Linked DNA regions of Zea mays: region 1 is linked to region 2. A link is a contact called in public Hi-C data. All regions are on one chromosome and are shown on one strand. Each heading gives the region's core, a stretch centred on a gene start, on an enhancer-like site or on the middle of the called end of the contact. The rest is flanking DNA. Distances are from core to core; before and after follow the strand shown.

What was found. Hi-C and Micro-C count contacts between places; a contact is called where the count stands out from the background.
Region 1: a Hi-C map of bundle sheath shows a contact between it and region 2, with 2.1 times the contacts expected there. The contact joins the promoter of LOC542722 here to the promoter of LOC542127 in region 2. A contact is called at or near these places in 6 of 25 Hi-C or Micro-C datasets (bundle sheath, ear, endosperm and 2 more).

The regions. Positions count from the first base shown.
Region 1 is chr1:60,289,630-60,293,705 of Zm-B73-REFERENCE-NAM-5.0, forward strand. It overlaps LOC542722 (superoxide dismutase 4), which reads left to right and starts at 1,407. Exons shown (of 8, transcript NM_001112234.2): 1 at 1,407-1,620; 2 at 3,041-3,128; 3 at 3,223-3,324; 4 at 3,430-3,525; 5 at 3,712-3,743; 6 at 3,822-3,897. The coding sequence starts at 3,053.
Region 2 is chr1:60,114,366-60,118,199 of Zm-B73-REFERENCE-NAM-5.0, forward strand. LOC542127 (UDP-glucose-4-epimerase) reads left to right here and starts at 2,184. Exons shown (of 9, transcript NM_001111759.2): 1 at 2,184-2,539; 2 at 3,472-3,521. The coding sequence starts at 2,345.

The sequences.
Region 1 (4,076 bases), core at 157-2,656, 170 kb after region 2:
AGAGATTGCACTTAACGTGTAGTAGGTTTGAGTGAGTCTTGTATCTTCATTATCCTGGTTGGGATATTTATAGCCCTCAACTACCAAATGAATCATTGGAAAAAAATTGCCCAAAAGTTGTCTGCGCAGTGGTCCACCCGCCTGTGAACAGTGCTTGTCTAGTGCGCCACCGGACCATGAATAATATGACAGGTAGGTTAACGTTGAAGCCTGTCAGCTGATTGTTGGCTGTTGTCGGGTGGTCTGGTGAGCCACTTGTGTGCCGGCTCAAAAGTGCTAGTTTATATGCTCTCTGTGTAGACGGTCTGGTGTGCCAAGCCTCCGAAGCCTAAAAACACCCTTCCTGAGTAAGAGGTCTGGTGCGCCACTAGTACGCCAAAAAAGAGAAAACAAGACCAAACTTGGGTATTTCTTCTTTCATTTGACTTAGCTTTTCTCTTGGACACTTCCATGACTTAGACAAAACATATTTACAACCTATCCAACTAGTCTAAGTCACGAAATTTGAACTGATTTCTCTATCTTATATTCCTGTTTTGGCTCAAAATAACTCTAAAATAGTGTTTTGTTCAAATTGAGCTGACCAACCTCCTTGGATGTATCAATTAGGTCTCTATGAGTGTTTTGAACTTATCCAAAGTGTAGAACTAGGTGTAGTTCATCTTTTCCAAGGTTTATCCCTTTTTTAGTTGGTTTTGGGCTGATTTTGACTTAGAACTAAATTGAATGGACTTATGCGCTTGTGAGTCAAAGACTAGGCAAACTGATGATCCGAATTGGGAGCTAGTATATTATATTTTGCTCACATCTCTATTGTTGATGGAAGAGTTTAGGATTCGAATATGAGATGTGCAACAAACCTATCATTTCTATCTTTTTAGGACGGCAAAACTCTAAAGACATTTAGATATAATATCATTTGCAATGCACAAAAATATGTATACTGAACACTGTCGTTGTGTGTTACTCTTTCGCTTCTATTCATCTCTCTGTACTTCCCATATTTAAATGTTAAAAACTAAAATTATACTGAAATGAAAATTTGCAACGTGGTTGTTGATTCCAAAACCACGATCTTATCCACTCTCTAACAAGATACATATTTCTTTGTGTTTATACTATATGCTCTAGCATAAGAGCATAAATAAAAACAGTAGCGACGTACCGAAACATAACTAACAAAAAAATAAAATGAACAACATGAATGCATCGAATATATATCGTCCATGAGTGATTTATTTCAGTTTAGTAAAAAAAATATTTCTCACACTAAATATTCATGAGAGCCAGCAGCAACCGGATAAATTCAAAACTATAATATAAGAAAACTGTTGAAATAACTTTTACTTCGTATTCAACCAGTATTTCTGGGGATTGTGATAATGGTGTAATAGAGAGAACCTGCTGGTCGTCGAGGAAGCAACGCAACTTGACTGCTCTGTCCGGCTGCGCCTACAAATCCAGCACACAGGCGCGCACGGCGCATCCCGCTCCTCCACCTCGTCGCAGCCCCCAAGGCCCCAACTACCCCCAGTCTCGGAAGAGAACTATCCAGAAGCGCAAGACTCCAAAGCCGTCGCCTTCCTATCCATCCCTTCCTCGCCGCGGGGGTCGCCTGAGGTATGCTACCTACCAAAACCCTCACGGATCCCTGGCATTTCGATCGCCTCACTCTGTACCCCGGACGAGTTGCAGTTGGATCTCAGATCGGTGGTGCGGTTCCACTTCTAATTTGTTTCCCCCCTTTCCGCTTCCGTTAGCTTCCGATTGATCGTTGAGTCAGATCTTACATCCTATATATGAGCCCATCTGGGCGTCACAAGTAGTGGGACTCGATTTGCTTCGTTCCATCGGATTAAGCACTTTGAGAGCGCTAGATACGTGTCATGTTAGTTCCTTTGTTTAGTCTTGTTGCTTGTTCTGGGATGAATGGTCGTGTGTATATCTTTGTGCTACTCGTGGTGGACTGGTAGTGTCTCCTGTTGCTACGTAGACTGTTGTGGAAGTGTCAGCTATATTATTTTTTCGGTTTTCTGTTGTTTTTAGCTTTGATGAACCGGATCACCATTAAACCTTCAGCTTCACCCTGACCAAGAATACCTGATGAAAGAATGATATTTCAAAGGCCGTACCGTACTGGTATCGCTATTTGTGCCAAGAAAAAGCGTGACTGAATCATGCGGTTTAACTTCTAGAAGTTCAGATGTCATAGAATCATGATTTCTTCCTGTTGAGATTAGCTATTTGGAGCACGTTTGATCAGCTAAGTTTAGGTATCCATATCATGTTATGGTTTGTCAGGGGATGTGTAGGATGACTACTAGCAAGGTGGCCAGTAGAAATCACTTCTACCTTCATGATTAAAATTTTGAAGTTCTGTTTCGAGAATCTAAGTTGTGTGTATTATGTGTTCCCAATTGTGTGGTGTGATTCTCCTAGACTCAATTCTTCATGTGTGAAAGGTCATACAGTTTTTGGTTATCTTGAATGAGTGTACATGCCTGGTCTCTATTACGTGGAGAACCAGAAACAGTCACTTGCAACATAGTGAGTGTCATATTTCCTCTTGATTCACTTTTGATATCTTGACGATGTCACAAATGAAGGCATAGCTCATGTATTTTGCTCAAAATGTTCCATCTTCCACTTACGATGAGATTATGTAGATGCTATATATCTAGGGGTTAACATCTACTCCCTTCATTCCAAATTATAACACATTCCAACTTTCTTGGAGAGTCAAGGCATATCAAGCTTGATTAAAATTATAGAGTATTACAAAGATTTGTGACATTAAATAGGTATACTATGAAAATATACTTCATGAATAATCTAATGATACTTATTTGGTCACATAAATGTTATTTTTTATTATAAAAATTTGGTCAAACTTGAGATGCTTTGACTCTCCAATAAAGTTGGAATGACTTATAATTTGAGGAGGTACTAAAATGTACTGACATATCTTACTGCTCGCTTTTAGTTTGTGCTACTTTTACCCATACTGAAATGGCCCTGTTACTTGTGGACTTGTTTGCAGATCACATAAACAATGGTGAAGGCTGTTGCTGTGCTTGGTAGCAGCGATGGTGTCAAGGGCACCATCTTCTTCACCCAAGAGGGAGATGGTAAGACATTTCATATTCTATGATCTAGTATTTTATATTCGATTGAATTGTCGTCTTCGCATTCTTGACTCTGGTTGGTTGGATCTATTGTTAGGCCCTACCACTGTCACCGGAAGTGTCTCTGGCCTCAAGCCTGGCCTCCATGGGTTCCATGTGCATGCACTTGGTGACACCACCAATGGCTGCATGTCAACTGGTATTTACGCTTCTTTTAGTTTGGCTTGCTTATGTGATCAGGATGTGTGCTAAGTTATCGACCATTGAACTTTCTACTTGTTGGTGAATTTGTCTGGTAATTAAGGACCACACTACAATCCTGCGAGCAAGGAACATGGAGCACCAGAAGATGAGAACCGCCATGCCGGTGATCTTGGAAATGTGACAGCTGGAGCAGATGGTAAAGATCTCTGCCCTTCTTTTTCTGATCTGTTCTACATGCCCATGTAGTAACTGGTTGCTAGTACTTGGGCTAAGGAAGCTGTGTTACTTCTGTGATCCTTTAACCACAGTCCGTAATTCCATTCACATGCTGTGCATATGATAACATACTATCTTGTCACTGAGTTTGTTTCTCTGCTGCCAGGTGTTGCAAACATTAATGTTACCGACAGCCAGGTAATCAGACATTTAGACCCTCATGATTCCTATGTCGCCCTAGCCTTCTCCCTAACACGGCTATTGATTTTTCTTCAGATCCCACTGACTGGGCCAAACTCAATCATTGGCAGAGCTGTTGTTGTTCACGCTGATCCCGATGATCTTGGAAAGGGTAATGATATTATTTGTGTCCGCTTTTGTGTTTTTGTGTGTGTTGAATGTGGCGGCGCTTTTCCTCTGTTTTGAGCTATGTTTTTCACATTGGTTCTGAGTTCAGATAGTCTTATAATCACTATATATAGGAGTGTAATTTTATCTGATTATTCAATGGCGGAGAGAGAAAAAATTTGG
Region 2 (3,834 bases), core at 934-3,433:
TCAGAACTATCCCTTGAACCGGCCATTGAGGGCCGATTTGATGGGTCTAGATGTGTTGTCCTTAGCGGAGTCGCCAAAAAGTATGTTGACACCTTTTTCGAGCGCCAATCACTCAACACGAACCAGCGCCGGTGCTCTCTGCACAGGGGCGGACGGTCCACGACCTGGTGCGAGGCTAGGATTTCTTTCCTGACGGCCGGATGGTCCGTGCGTGCGCAGGGGCGGCGGAAGATCGCCGGCGGTGCGTGGATCTCGCTCTCGGGAGGGACCCCGTCGGGGAGGAGAGATCCTAGGTGATGTCTAGGCTCGGCAGGCCGACCTAGACTCCTCTAATCGACGTAGAGTCGAAGAGAAGCGAATAATTGGGGATTGGAAGACTAACCTAGAACTAGACTAGAACTACTCCTAAGAATAAATGTAAATTGTATTGATTGAGGGTTCGATTCATTGATTAAATCGACCGTATTCCTCTGCTTTTATAGAGGGGGCTGGACTCGTTACCAACAAAATTCCGAGTGTATCCCGAGATTCTCGCCAACAAACGTAGCAAGAAACTCGGAACCCTAATCTATTCTGCTCTTGCGCGGACCGTTCGGCCCACAGACACGGACCGTCCGAACCGCGGACCGTCCGGCCTCTCAATTTGACGCGTTAAATAAGAGTTACGTGGAGTGAATTTATATGTATTTGTTGCCTATGGAAATAAAATCTCCATAATAACGTGAGTTATTCATGTGTGCCGTAGGTCAGGGGCGGATGCAAGGGGTGGGCAAGGTGGGCCACGGCCCCACCTCAATTTTTTTAACCCCTTATACCTAGGTTTAGGTACACAGCAAAATAAACAAACTTTTGTATAGTTAGCGTGGACAAATCTAATAAAAACTAAGATTTTGATCTATTTTTTTCTCGACGTTTCACTGCTCAGTCCACTCTTCACTGAGCCATTTGATTCTCTTCCCTAGCGCAAGCCCACTCGTGACTCACTCACTTATTCGGTCATCGACTGACCAGTAAGTCAGTGACCTAACCCGCACGCTGCAGCTCACCTTGCGTTCTCATCACCCATCAGCTCGTCGACTCATCGGGATCCTGCACACAACATTGATATTTTGCCTCCTAGTCCGCATCAGCAGATGGGCAAGCTGTTGGTGGGATCATGGCGTCACCTGTCTCTCGCTAACTCATTAGGGTCTCTGCGCGCCGTCGCAACACGACAATGGCTGTCGCTTGCCGTCACCGTCATCTATCGCTACCTCGCCTCCTGCACTCGCTCCTCGCACCTGTCGTCGTCTCACCAACGCCATCTCACGACAAATTTGATGACTCTCCAGAACGACGCGCCGATGCGGCTGCTCTGCCTTAGTGCCTCGTCCTCAGTCAGTCCACCTATTTTCTCTCTTTAGCTCTACTTTAGGTAGCCAAAAATGTTTTTGGTATTCATATCATTTTTGGAAACACTAGATATTATTATTTAGCATTCATGTTATTATCATTAATCTATAATTATGGTCTAGTATGATAATTTGTCTCATGCACTGTCGGCCCCACATAGAATTTTGTTCTGCGTCCGCCACTGCCGTAGGTAGCAATTATGTACTCCGTCGATTAAAGACAAAAGCACATCTGACCACGCCTCAAAAGGTCAAATTGATTTAGGTCTAACTAGATTTATAAAAGAAAAAAAAATAGTATCCATATCTTTAAGTAAATTTAGCCTAAAGAACATATGCTGTAATTAATTTAATAATATTTATTTAGTACTATAAGCATCACTAGTTTGTTAATATATTTGATTAAATTTAAAATAAACCGATTGTCTAAGATGCTAGACGTGCACTTAGAGGAAGAAATTGAATGGAAGCAAATCGCGTTTACGTTGGATTATGGTTATGAGTTGCTTGGATTTGATATGGTTGACTTGATGCGGAATCGTGGATGGATGTACTGTACTGTACACCTGGACGGGCGAGAGCGGGGTGGCGTGGCAGCGCGCATCATTCATAGGGAATCACGAGCGAGGCGGAGAAAAATCTGCGCGGTTTCGTAAGGGACGTGGCGTGGCTGACTCCCGAATCCTCGCGCGCGCCCGGCCCTCGGCTGGCCCAGGCGCAGGCGCAGGCCCTCGAGGCCCGGGGCCGGGGCGAGCGGCTATATAAGAAATGGGGGAAGCGCCGGAGCGGTTTGCGAAACAGAAGCACGGCAATCTCGATCTCGTTCGTTCCCCTGAGCGGCAGTCAGTGCGAGCGAGCGCGCACACAGACAACTCATCCTCTCCCCTCTCTCTCTCACACACACACATCCATCATCCCATCCCTGTGACGGGCGATCCGAGGGCCTACCGACGATGGTGTCCGCCGTGCTCCGGACCATCCTCGTGACGGGCGGCGCCGGGTACATCGGCAGCCACACGGTGCTGCAGCTGCTGCAGCAGGGCTTCCGCGTCGTCGTCGTCGACAACCTCGACAACGCCTCCGAGGCCGCCCTCGCCCGCGTCGCCGAGCTCGCCGGGCACGACGGCGCCAACCTCGTCTTCCACAAGGTGCGCGGCCCTACGCGTGATTGCTTCCTACCCCTGCCCCAGTGCTAGTTCCGTTTCTACTTTCTAGTCAGGCTTTTTTCCCCCTGTTTTCCTCCTCGGTAGAAAATGTTTGGGTTTGATTCTAGTGATGGAATTTTATGTGGTATGTTTGATCCTACTTACTTCTCCACGAACTGCTGCTAGTAACGGAGTTCTCCAGCCTTACTAATTTTTTTTGTTCCGTTTCCATTCATTCATTATTTGATTTCGTAGCAAAATCTCAGCGAATCAACAATCAATGCGAAAAAAAAATATAGGGGCAGATATTGATTTGTGGGGAAGGTTTCTCTCCTGCTTTGGATGAGATGTCCCAGGCCAGGCCTTCCCATGGCGGTTAAGGACCATTTTGCTGTATCACCAGCAGTTCCTAGCTCTATCGAGACTCGTTTCCTTGGGTTTCCATCGCGAAAGCCGCGGGCGCCGCCCGGGTCTTCGCTGGCGTGCCCTCTAGTCTAGTGGATGGAAACTGGAAATGGGTAACACCACCCACATACACGCCACGCGTTGCTTTCTTGTTTCCCTTCTCTCCTGTATCTATCCTTCCGCCTTCCTTCCACATACAAATACCTTTCTTCTTTCTTCTACACTAATAAATAAGTAAATACACCATGGAACGCGTCGTCGTGCCGGCCTCGCCTCGTTATGCTCTGCCGCCTCCTCTGCCTCTGCCTCTGCCCAGATCCACAGGTCGGGTCAACCATTAGCCTACTCGCAGCCCGTGCGCGCAGCCAAACCTGAATCGAAGCTGACCTGCCTAACTCCAATCGTCCATTTCCGTCCCACTCATTCCGTCGTCGAATGCCGCTTCATTAGCGCCTAACTATATCCACCTCCACGCCCGCAATTTTTTTTATATATATTTCTAATCAATACTGCTACCTCGGCCTCTGCAGGTTGACCTTCGCGACAGGCACGCGTTGGTGGACATCTTCTCGTCGCACAGGTAACCGACAACGCCCAATTCCCAAGAGATGGAACCAATCGCATTGTTTGCCAATTGCCATAGTACATTTGTATGGGTGGCCTCTAAGGGCATGTACAGTGGTGTTTAATGTGGAGGCTCTTAAGGTGTTTAAGGGGGTTATTTGCAAAAAAATCTTAGAGCCGTCTCTCCGTGAAGAGACGCCTCTGGCTCGTAAACCAAGTAGCAACAGACGCCTCACTTCCCACTGTACGAATTTGTCGTCTGTTCTATCGATCTGATGCTATACAAATACATTTAATTCTGTATTTATTAATAGACTACGTTTGTAGAC